Linked DNA regions of Anas platyrhynchos: region 1 is linked to region 2. Evidence: chromatin contacts called from public Hi-C data. All regions are on one chromosome and are shown on one strand. Each heading gives the region's core, a stretch centred on a gene start, on an enhancer-like site or on the middle of the called end of the contact. The rest is flanking DNA. Distances are from core to core; before and after follow the strand shown. Region 1 holds the start of SYNRG (synergin gamma). Region 2 overlaps HEATR6 (HEAT repeat containing 6).

Region 1 (6,374 bases), core at 3,073-5,572, 49 kb before region 2:
GTATCTAAACAAAGTAATGAAATCAGTGCTCACAACTTTAAGTTCACACATACCTTGAGGGGGGCCCAAGCCACCTGCGACAGGAAACATGAAGCTGGAAGAGGAGGAAAAAAATGGTACATGAAAGTCTGTGATTTGAGCGCAAATATAAATGAACGAAAAAGTTACCTCGACCTGCACGTCAACACCACCACCCTAAATCTCCCCCATTCTGGTCAGCACATCCATCTGCTGCTGCTGGTCTCACAGATGAGATGCCCGCTAAATTACACAAAAGCACCCCTGCCGGAGATCCCCCGAAACCACCCGGGCTGCAGAGCGATGGAGGATAAGATTTTATCCTCCATAACAGCACTAAGATGGTTTTGACTCATCCACATCACCCACAGGAGAGCTCTCAGCACCTACGCAGGTTGGGAAGAGGTCAGTTTGTTAATTTGGGCTAGGCCTTGGAGCACTGCAGAATGAATAAGCATCTCCTGGTGGAAGCATCTGATTCAGCAAGACCATTAACCGCACCAGCAAGCAGCCCTCGGCTCCTCAGTAACAATTTCCTGCAGAGAAATAAACTGCCCGTGAGACCCTACCATGTTCCTGCCTCCGAAATAGGTGCAGCACAATGTAACGCAGCTCCTACTTTCTCTAATTTACAAGTAAAACGGTGATATGGGAAAAAATATTCATTCCAGTATCAAGCTCCAAGCACACCTGCGGGAAGAACTGTTAAAAATTCAACCAAAAATATAACGGCAAACTTCAGTCCTCGCTTTCACATGGCAGCACGTGCTGTGCTGCCAGACTGGAAAAGGAGGGACCTGGCTTCGAAGGCTCCCTCGCAAGCGACTCAGAAGCGTAGGTCAGCAGTAATTTACCAAATGGGAACTTCAGCCAGTGTCCCAGCCAGCTATTACATCAAAATACCATGCAGAGACAAAGGCTTTTATCGATATTCGATAGCCCTCAGCACGACGGTGGGTTTAAAAGAAACTGCCTAAGAGTAAAGGAAGGAAAGCCACCATAACTGACTGCAGCCAGTTTTGCAAAACCTGCAGGAAATCGGAAAGCCAATCAGGTTTATATTTATGAAAGAGCTGTGCAATATAAATACAAAGACAAAATAAGGAATTTAGCTCGTGGTTAGACGTGTGATTTAATTGTGGCCACACGCTACACAGACAGCAGGGTACGTGGTCACCACGACAACCCCAATTACTCCTCATCTCATCCTCTAACTTGGAACCTTCGTCATGCTTTGGCTTTTCCTTTACCCTAATCACCACGCTACGTTTTAATTTCTCCTTCCACAGCTAACATACGCTTATGTCTTCAAGCAGGTCTAGGTCTTATCGCCCTTTATCACGACAATTTCAGGTTCTTCTGCTTGAAACGCTGGGCAGACATACACGGCCTCCCCTCAAAACAAATGATGGGATCGTTGGGGTTGGATTCAATTCACTTTAAACTGCGACCAAGTTCTACTCAATTCACTGGTGTTCAGGTCGCTCGTTTTGATCCACTCCCCAGAGTACAAGTACTAGTATTATGAAGACAAACAGTTTACTAAAACTCACAGCGGGATCCAGGACTGAACTCCTATATTGCTCAGGAAAACAGTTTTCTCCATCAAAGGGCTGAAGCCCAGGGAATTAACTGGATTTTGCCTGCACTTGTTTTCAGCCATGGAAATAGTCTTGTGTGTGTCCTGACAACCCCAGAGCACCATCTGGGCCATAGAGCCTCTTAAAATGCAGGTAATGTCAGACGTGTGAAGCTCCTGTCATACGCCAGATCTGCAAGTACAGCAATTTTAGGCTTCTTTAAGAAATACCTTTCTTTGTCTCTTCTGAATTATAAAGTATTTAACTTTAATTTTGAAAAGCTCACAAGTATCAAAAAATGTTCTTCACTTTTTGTTGCCCCTTCTTGTTGAGGAACCTGGTCAAGGAAGAGTTCTTCCAAATTAATAAACATAACACAAACTGAACAAGCATGGCAAGATACCCCTGCTTGTTGGAAGCAAATAAGGTACAGAGCATTAAATATTTATCCCTTTCTACTGAGCTCCTGATTTATTTATAAGTCTCAGTTAAAAAAAAAAAAAAAAAAAGACAAAAACCAATCAAACAAAAAACCTTGCAGCTAATTAGAGGGCACTGGAAGAAGAGGTAGTTAACAGAAGTGGCAAAGCAAGCTCCTTTAGCACAGCTCTCCCCATGTGCAGCCAGGATTCGTCTCAGGCTTTGCTCCGAGATTTAGTTGTGCAATTGCCTAGAGACCGTCCACATGCAAATGTACATAATCCCTACAAAGTTTTTAAACACAAAAAACAGCAGCTTTATTTCTAAACTAATTCTGGGGGACGCAAAAGAAAAAGTATATCCACACATCTGGTTAAAGCAGCTGATTAGCATCGCTGAAAAAGAAAGCTAACTCTCAGACATTTCTTAGATAAAACTGAAGCACTGCAGAAAGCCGCAGAAGTTGATAAACTGCACTGATAAAAGTAACAGCAGCTTTCTGAAGAAGAAGGCATTTGAATTCCAGGTGCCTCAAAATAACAACACTGACGAGAATGAAGAATAAGGAGATGACACGACAACACAGCAGTCTTTAAAGGAAAAAAAAGGGGGGGGGGAGCATGCTGAAATAGATCCGTAAGGACCAGTACAGCACTTACGGCCTGAAGAGCGCTCGCAGCTGGTTGCCAGCACGCTCCAGAATTACCAAATGCACTTTCTAGACCGAAGGAAACCTTCGTGACCCCAGTTGTTTAAAATAGCACGCTTGATAGTAGTGAACTGGTCTATTTTAATAAGGGTTTTTATTCCTTGTTATTTCCAAAGGGGATTTAACTGCAGCCGCAGGCTTCGCTGTTGTTCTCAGAAGTGGAAGCTCTCCACCGGCTAGGTTGATGCAACTAGATGCAATACTTTAGGTCACTCAGTACAAAAATGTAACACACGTCATATAGTCTGCACGAAAAAGAATAAGCACAAGGAAAGTGAAGCAACTACACTAGCTCAGAGCTCTTAAAGCAGCGATATAAACCCGTAAATTCTTATCGGGTAAGTATCTTGAATATCAAAACCAAAAATCAGGTTCAGTCAAAACGCAGGAGCGCAGGGAGGAGCGACTCCTCTTCTGTGTTCATACCGCACTTACAAAGCTCCAAACTATGCACAACATCGTTCTGTCTACAACTGGATTTTCAAACCTTCTCGCTCCCAATGAGTGAAGCCTCAGCCTACCAACACACCGCACACCAAGTGTCTTTTTCACTGTATTTCCACCCAGAAATCCACAGGAATGAAAGCGAAACAAGCAAAGAAACCCCAGCACACCAAACCAATCTCTGCCTGCAGACTTCTTCCTCCAAGAAACCAGAACAGGAGCAAGGGGAAACAATGACTCCACGCTGCTTTTATTCCTCTAAGCCTACAGTGGGTTGACGTTTTTGCTACTTTCTTACTCGCTAAACAGACAGTGTTGCTCTGAGAGGTTACAGGGTTTGTCCAGCCCCTCACAAGAAGTGTTGCAGAGTTATAGGTAAGGGGAAATACCAAGATAGCCGCCTGCTCCTTCCAAAATACAGAGATAAAGCACATAAATAAATACCCACAGTGGTGGTCCCAGAGCCCTGGGGGCGCAGGGCAGCCCCCCAGAAGCCCCCACACGCCGCAGGCTTCAGGCAGCCGGGGTGACCCAACCCACCCAAATTGCCTTTGTGAGAGACGAATTCACCCAACCGCCCTCGAAGTAGGACAAGGGATAAACAGCACGCAGGAGCCTGTGTTCAATATATAAATATGTGCATCACCAAGTCTTCAAAGACAGCAAAACGCAGGGCTCCCTCTCCTCCCCAAACCCACCGCCACACAATAAAACCTCCCCCTTATTGCTGCTTCTTCCTCCTGACACCATTCCTGGCTTCCCCACCGCCCCCATCGCCCCCCAGCACCAAACCCCCTCCTGCCCAGGTACCCCAGACCGCCGCTGAGGTACCTGAGGGGGTCGCTGAGGGGGCTCCGGGGCCCCCCCTCTCCCAGCACCCCGACCCCGCACCTCCCTCCTCCTCCTCCCCTTCATCCTCCTCCTCCCTCCCTCCCCACAGCCCCTCTCCCCTCTCAGCCCGGCCCCGCCGAGCACCGACCTGGCTCCCCCCGCTCCTCCCGGCGCCCCGCCGCCCCCCGGCGCCCCTCCGCCTCCACCGCCGCCTCCTCCCCCCGCGCCGGGCCCTGCCCGCAGCGCCATCTTCCCGCTCCGGCCCCGCTCCCAGCTGGGCCCCGGTGGTGGCGGCGGTGGCGGCGGCTTCCGGGGCCGGGCCCCAGCCTCAGCCCGCCCTCGGCCCGCAGCGGGGCGGAGGAGGAGGATGAGGAGGAGCCGGGGATGAAGGGCCGGGCCCCCGGGAAGCCCCGCTGGGTGCCCGCCCTCGCTGGGGTTTGGTGTGGGGTTGGGGTCCGGCCTCGCCTCGTAGCTCCGTTGTCTCACGGCACGGGAAGGGGCAGCCCTCGCTCTTTTTCTTCGTTTTCCACACGAAAACGCCTGAGGTGTTTTCATAGCTCCTCGCCTGCCATCTGTGCTGCTGGCAGGAGCGGCGGCGGCACCGGCGAAACGCTGCTGCCAGGGGAAAGGGGTGAAAGGCAGCACCAAAGCTTCCATGAAAACAAAGCAGCGCCAGCCTTCCCCTCACACCCCAACAGCACCCAGGGAGGCCAGCTCCAGCTGGCTTCCCCAGCTGCCATCAGTGTTCCCCTACCAGCACTGCTTTTTCTGTTCAATGCAGTCAAAAGCAGGCTTCCGCCAAGTGGCCCTGGGGAGGGCAGTGGAAAAGTTGCTTTATTACCTTGTAACCGTGCCTGCCAAAATCCTCAGAAGTATTGGAAAATTAAAGCCTGCTTGCTGGGGTGCTGCACGATTTACTAGCCAGTCACACAGTTGGGCAGAAGCAGCTCATCTCCCTTAATAAGTTCAGCCAAAGCTTGCTAAAATACATTACAAAGCAGGGAAGTCGTGGAGTTGTTCTTTATCCTCAGGCAAAGAAGCTATTCAGCATGACAGCTTTTCAGTACTTCACAGAGTAAATTCTACGCAGCACAGTGCTTAAGCTACAATATGCTACTGGTTAGGGTCAGAAAACACTAAAATCAAACCCAGTCTCAGCAAAACATCTAGGTAAAAGCTGAAGCTTTCGTTTCATAACCAAATCCCCCCAAAGAGAAATGTGTCATCATCTTTCTACACAACTGGAATTACACCCAGTTAGGCAAGAAAAAGATGCTCATGAGCAAAAGCTGTTTTCCCTCTTCCCGCCACTACTAGAATAAGCACATGCATTATGTGTGTTAGCAGTACCTTTTCAAGCAATTTCTTACTCAAATTGTAATATATATTCCACATCCCATCTATCATCATTACCTTGCAGCAAATGACTCTGTATTTATGAGAACATATGACTGAAGTTTTAGTAAGATAAACAGGCAAATTCATTCATAGATGGCAAAATGAAGGTGTTTCCTGTATAACCTAAATATAAGGTGCAATCCTGCAGACAAAGTGAAAGCGATTTAGCTTTTCTTATTAAACTTTAATGTATTTTAGCAAGCTTTGTCTGAATAAACAAGAGTACTCCACTGTAAGTGATTTAAACAGAGCTGGGATCCATTTCCAAAATGGATTAAGTATGAGAAAACAAGACAATACTAACAGGACTGTTTGCTTAAAGAATTACAGGTGCAAAGGAGAAGCCATTCCTGCATTACAGGACTTCTGACACAACCAGGTAGACTAAGAACACAGATGAGGTAGGTGGAGCCTGCCCTTTTTACACAGCAGAATGAGGAATAATGTATGCAGACTTGTCCCATCAAGGTTATATAAACAAGTCTCTGTATTAAAGTATTCAATGACCTTATTTATTCTGTTCTGAGGCTTAAATATGAAATAACACAAAGTAGTTGGAGTTACAGGCATGTAAAAAACAAAGTCATTTTTTGCTTATTAGATATTTCAGAAGTAGTATGAACAGAGACTTTACTTCCACCTATATACATGGTGGTATATTTTTTTGTCTGTTTTATAAAAAAAAAAAAGTTCACTGTGTCTTCTGCAAATTTATTAGGGATCACCTGACCACAAAACTAACAGTATTTCCAACTAGCAATGCACAACTAAGTGACAGTAACGGATGTTTTTTTTGAACTATCGTTCAGAAACATAAGGTATTTATGGCAAGACCACATTGTCCAGCTTCTATAAGAAGCATTCAGGAATCCTCTGCAGGCATTTCAGTAGATACTTTCTTGCACGTAAACATTTCCCTTCCCCTTTGCCATCACCTTCGTTCTTCGGTTCTTCAGCGTGGACTGGGGCATAAG
Region 2 (6,247 bases), core at 720-3,219:
TGTTACTCATACTTTTGTAGTATGTTAAAAGTAAAGTAACCAGGGAACATGCAATTACACTAAGTAACATACAGGGAAAAAAAAAAAAAAAAAAAACTGAAAAGTAATCTTGGAGCATTCTCCAGAATTAATGATTAGAAAGACCTAAAAATCAAGCAGTGAACTTGAAGTCAACCTCAGCTGGGTACAGGATATTTGTAATACAGCCCAAGTGTCTACACAGGCTGAAGAGTGGCTACAAAGAAGCATTCAGTTTTGACACAGTGACCACAGATTTTGTCTATTTGATACTAAGTGTCCTCTATGTGCTATGGGAATACAGGCACTGAGAGGACCTCTGTGGGCTGAAGCCCGCTGACGTACATGTTGACAATCAGAGTGTCTGTAAGGTTGCCCAGGGACCAGGCTGCTTTGGCACGGACGTTCGGAGACTTGTCATGGAGGGAATTCAGAATTGCATTTGCTGTGTCTGCCACAAACATCACATCCTATAAAAGAAAGAAAAAAGTTATTAGAAAGTTTAAAAAATCTGCACGATTTCCTTAGTAACATACACATCTGGCCCTTCTAGGGAAAATGAGATGTGCACAGACTGCCTCTATTAACATATTATTTCTTAGGCAAGAACTTTTAATGTGTTTACGGTGCTTTCTGTACAGGTTTGTTTGATCTTCAATTAACAGTCTAAACCACCATGGCGACCAAGCTCACCACTCTCCTAGGTAGCTTTTGCTGAAAGCTTTCACTGTATAATTTAATTCCATTGGTGCTTTAGTTACTTTGGATTTTAACATAATTACCTGGACTGTCAATTTTATACTCATCAAATCCCAATGTTAAGAAAGTAATTGCTTCACCAAGCTCCTTGTTGAGCTGCTTGTTTAATTTTCTCTTCTATGGTACATTACATTTCATTTTCATTCCTTTGCTCATGATAAAGGATATTGCTTGCAAAATATTTGAACTAAAATTGCAGCATCAGCTACTGCATAATTTGTTTTTGTTAAAAATCACTCACTGAAGGCTACATAGCAAAAAAAAAAAGGCTACTAACCCAACCAAGCTGAGATCAAATTGTTGTGGAAGCTAATCAGCATTTCTCTCAAAATGAGCTTTACTTGTCAGTTGTAAGCAAAACCGAAGCCCCGTCCTGTTAAATACTTTAGACCGAAAGCAAGAAGGAAGGCCAACTCATTGCAAACAAATTCAGGTCCCATATCTCATGGTTTACCAATTCCATTCTAAAATGGTTCAAAATAAGAAAAAAATAAACAAGTTCTGACCTGACGAAGGCAAGAGAAGAGGATGTAGACTCCGAGGGCACGTGCAGCAGCAGCTTTTACCAGCGGGGTCTCACTGTGGTTCAGGCCAAGCAGCAGAGTGATGCACAGGATCTGCTGGTCATTCTGAAATGAGAAGCAGTTGTGGTAACAGGGAGAAACTGAAAAAAGTCTCAAAGGCAACTGACAAATACTCTGAAAGACCACAATACATGGAAACTATAAAAGCTACCACTCAGAGTGCACTCTTTACTTCAAGGTAAATTGATGAGCATTTCTGGATGCCACACAGAAAACCACAACACTTCCAGAAAAAAAAAAAATGTCTTGTTGCTATTAGATAACACCATGAAGGAATCAAAATATTATTTATCATCCAAATGCAGAAGGTAAATGGCCCATCAGAGGTAAAACAACCTGGATCGGTTGCTTTCTCCTGTCACTTCGTAAACAAGGACAACAAGGTAGATTAAGTTCATCCTGGACAGATTGCCAGTTTACCAAACCGCGACAAAGATCTTTGTTTCATCAGAGCAAAGGGTCAGAGTGGGCACTGACTTGACCCCACGTGACCACAGGGACAAGAGAGTGTACAGGATCAAAGTACAGCGCGATGAGGTACATGCTGTACTTGGAGAAACCAGATGGAGAATACCAGAGATACTGCTGTACTAGCAATTCTTGGGCAAATGAGATCTGGCAGAGCACTGCCCATCAAGAAGGGCACAGTGACATAAAAGGAGCTGCACAATGCAGTGGTGGTACACTGCCAAGGCTTTCATGTTTAGAAGCATATTTCATGTTGCAAAAGGAGAGGAGGGCCAGCATATTCGTTTGCTTCTGCCAGGGCAAACACTGCACTTTAGTGTTTTAAAAGCCAGCCAAAAGAAAAAACCTGCATGCAAATTGGTGAACATCAGTCCACGGCTGTTAGCTCAGCTGTCTCTTCAAATGCTTAACCAGCAAAATAGCAACCCTTCACCCCTCCCTCATGAGATGAAATTCTTGCCCTCCATCCCATGCATCAATAGCCAAGGCTGAGTATTCATAGCAGGGCCAAAAGGCTTCTTTGACCCACAGTTTAATTGGTTTGTGAGACTAATTACTTTCAACATTGCCTTCTCCAGTCTTCAATAGCCACAGCTTGTTCAGAACGCAAGAAATATTCTAGGCGGCTTCCCTGCCCTCTCCATGTAATTTTTAAAGGCTTTATATTAATACAATCTAGCAGACAAGAAAAGTTTCAGTAGGTAAAAATGCCAAGCTTATAGAAGTGCTCCGTTACCTGCAGACTGCCAAAAGCTTCTGGCAAGATGGAGGACAGAGCATCACAGGCACTCGTCTGAAGAGTTGCATGTTGAGAATTCTGCAGAGCACCAGGTAGAGGGCCATTTAACATCATAGTCCAGAAAGTGACAACCTGCAGAAGCAGACAGGTTTACCTGTTAAAACTCAGCAATTATGCCTAAGTTCTATAATAGTTTGTCTTTTTTTTTTTTTTTTTTACAGTCATTTAGAAGACAAAGAGTAGGTAGCAAAATCACACGTGACAGCAATTACAACTATTTGGAACCCTAAAACAATTAACATCCAGAATGAAGTATTTAAGATATTTTAGTACTGCTATAAAGTACTTCTTGGCTGAGTTGTGTTTGTTCCTTCTCAGGGGGATACACCCACTTATACTGCATCAGGCAGAAGCACGATTCCATTCTTGAAACCACGAAGCTGGGTATTTTCATTTACAATTTTACACTGACAATTTCCATTCACAACAAGTAACAGGAAACCACTACTACTGGACACGTTCCCCAGCTGGCAGGGTCACTGGTGACAAGCTTAGATTTAGTGTACTCTAAATAACTTTTTCAAATTACCTGTTGTTCACAGAACGCCGTAACACTAGACGTCTACATCTAGGCTTTATGGAGCAGTAATGACACATGCAGTTTGGACTGGTCTTCCAGCTTCCTGACTTACATCAGGCAGGAAGAAGTGGGATGAGGAAAGGTAGAGGCACTGTTAATACCACGTAAAAAGATCACTTACCTACAGTCTAAAATAAATGCCAAAATAACGGAGGAAGTGTACAGAAATCCAGTACCTATAAAGCTGCAGGTATTTACTCCTGTTCTGCTTTCCTGTAATTGATTTGTTCCCATACCAGTAACTTTGCAGGGAATTCAAAAAAGGAAGCTCTGAGTGCAATCTCAGAGGGAGCCCACACACTTACCGTGCTGACCGGTACTCTCTGCTCAGGGGCAACAGCTGAATCAGGTTTGTACTGCTGCACTATACCCGTGCCCAGCTCCTCCAGAAGCTGCAAGGAGACAGAAAGCAGCTAGGTCTTTATCAAGGATGACTCAAGTACCACAGAACTACAGTAACCTTTATCTAGGGCTATACTTATTTACCTAAGGAACAAAAATATGAGATCCAGTATTAATTTGGACTCTATTCTGTCCCTACTAGTGAAGAAATTAGAGGAGAAGCCTTTCTTACATGAAGTCCCCAGCTAAAGCAGCATAACAAATTGCTGGGTAAAGAGGAAATCTCTTTGAGATTTCCTTTGAGTAACGGGCCAAACATTCGTTAAGAGTTCAAGACTAGAAGTAGAAGGTGCACTTCCCAAAGTGGCAGGGTGCTGCATTTCCAAAGAGCTACAGCGCGTACCAGCTCATTACAAAGTGCTGCTACATGAAAATCTCTCTGAATATTCAGCATTAGTCATCTGTATTTGCAAAGCACACGGAATGGCAAAACTGACTTGGTAAAACAACGTTGGTGTTTTCTCACACTCTTACTTTGGCTCCGTGGAGCTGAATGGATGGATCCATTTCTTCCATGCATTTGCAAGCCACTTCTCCAAGTTCTAGCAAATAGGTCTGAGCCATAGAGAAGTATCCTTTTACAAGAAGAGCCAATACCTAAACGCAACCAAAAGATAAACTCAATTCAGAATTTTTTCCTTCTATTACACCAAGCTATCTGAAACACATACAGCATGTAAACAGGCAAACCAACACAGGAACCTTACACTGAAGTCTGGTAACAGATACACCTTACAGCACGGCTTCTAGAAGAGTAGAGCTAATTAAAAACTTTCTGATTTCATGATCTTGTTCAAAAAGGAGCCACAAAAGCACTATTGGGTAGCAACACAATGAATTATTTACCGTAAGTCAAATGAGGTTTCCTGTAGCAAAAAAAAAAAAAAAAGCAAGAGTGTCTGTAAGAGTAACGAGTAATACATCCTGCATCCCCTGCAATGCTGTTGCTGTGTTCTGCAAAGCTGGATTTAACAAATATCCACCGTTCCAGAAGAAGTATGAGACCCTTGGGATGCACACTACAAAATCTTATTGTTTTCTATGGTTACATGAAGAAAAACAGGGCCAAGGCTCAACGTTCACAGGTGGTACTTTAGCCATGCAGCATCATCCTGCAGCTCTTTCCACTCTGTTCATTAACTGCAATGTTCCCCCACCCCCATTTTCTAGCAAACCTTTACATTTAGATTCTGTACAGAGGAGTTTGCATGGGGGAAAACTCATAGCTTTCACCAGATGCCAGCACTTAAAGCCAAGTAATATTTTAAAATAATAAAAGTACCAAAAATCAAGCCGAACTCACTGCTGCAGCTTTACTCTGGGAGGGCCTTGCTGCAGCCACAGGCATAGAATCAAAATGCTACTGCTCCTTCAGCCACAACAGATCAGAAACGCTGCTCTAGCAAATGCTTTCACCTCATCTCACTGAGTGAGCTAAGAACAAAGGCAACCCACGAGACTCGGCTGATGTGAGGCAATTTGATATTGTACCAGGCTGTTCATTTTACAAGCTCACTGTAGTGAACTGTTCATCATCACCTGCAAGGATTCCAGTCGAACAGGAGATGGCTCATAAACGCTCCCAGATGGGAAGTTCGCATCGCTGTCAGAACAGGAATCCTCTCTGGGCAGAACAACGATGGAAATACAGAGACGAATAAGCCAGCATGGTTCTGGAGACGTACATCCCGCTGGATTATCTGGAGACTCCCCTTCCAAGGGGGGGGCTTTTCTCCACTGCTCAGAAGAATTAAAACGATGAGGGGTTCCACTACCGCTACTGTTTAGCCCTGAAGAACTGGGCTGTTGCAAAAGTAACTGCACCTCTGGTAAAGGTGCTTGGGCAGATACTACAGCCCCTAACAACGTGAGGCTAGAAACTCGAACGTTAACATCTGCAAGAAAGAACAGGGAGGGGGAAAACAAAGGCAGCTCGTTAGCATCTCACGGATACCTCAGAATTTTTTCAGACATTTTCAAAGGAGACTGATCATAACATATAACTTGATGGTGCTACCTTTACTTATGTATTTATAATATTGCATAATAACCAATGCTGAATTAAGGAATAACATGCAAAGAGACTCCAGATATACAGAACAAACCTTTATGACAGATGTATGGCTTTATCTGGTTCCAGACTCTTGTCAGCAACCCAGGATTTAAACGGCTGTATGGTGCATTTGAAACCAAATTTGCAAGGCACTGAAACACATAAAAGCATACATGGAGTGGTGGTTACAACGTCAGCCTGGCCTCCAATACATTCGTTCCTACATTTGCAGTTTAGTCCATTTAGACAGCTAAGTATCTAAGGACACCTGAAAAAAAAATGACCCAGTTAGCTGCTCTTTGAAAACTGCTTACAAACGTGGCTCCTACAACAATTATTAAAGTACTGTGACCTGGCATAAAGACCAATAGCCCACAAAAAACTTGTGCTTCTTAAGATGGAGGTTTGGATTCAAGTCTCAAAGGCAGGTTAAGTCTCCACAATCATTATACAGGCTTATTCACCTCAAAAAAAGAATACATGAAAGAAATGCAGAACAAGAGAACTGCACTGAAGGGAAAAGAGACCCTAAGCCTTTGTAGAAAGACTCAGTCATCGAAGCTCTGAGATATGATGACCGTATT

The links. Hi-C and Micro-C count contacts between places; a contact is called where the count stands out from the background.
Region 1: a contact with region 2 is called in a Hi-C map of skeletal muscle, with 5 times the contacts expected there. The contact joins the promoter of SYNRG here to the enhancer-like site in region 2. A contact is called at or near these places in 3 of 8 Hi-C or Micro-C datasets (liver, skeletal muscle and subcutaneous adipose tissue).

Annotation. Positions count from the first base shown.
Region 1 is chr20:1,671,724-1,678,097 of IASCAAS_PekinDuck_T2T, reverse strand. It overlaps SYNRG (synergin gamma), which reads right to left and starts at 4,322. Exons shown (of 24, transcript XM_072025942.1): 1 at 4,151-4,322; 2 at 54-94. The coding sequence starts at 4,251. It overlaps DDX52 (DExD-box helicase 52), which reads right to left. Exons shown (of 15, transcript XM_038165622.2): 15 at 6,081-6,374.
Region 2 is chr20:1,620,918-1,627,164 of IASCAAS_PekinDuck_T2T, reverse strand. It overlaps HEATR6 (HEAT repeat containing 6), which reads right to left. Exons shown (of 20, transcript XM_027471981.3): 11 at 5,716-5,815; 12 at 5,150-5,505; 13 at 4,085-4,207; 14 at 3,514-3,600; 15 at 2,566-2,700; 16 at 1,284-1,406; 17 at 364-488. Among named protein-coding and RNA genes, the nearest start is that of HEATR6, 9.6 kb to the right of the region's middle. Within about 2 kb of position 1,969, at least 2 of the 8 cell types and tissues checked have an H3K27ac peak or open chromatin away from gene starts, as enhancers often do.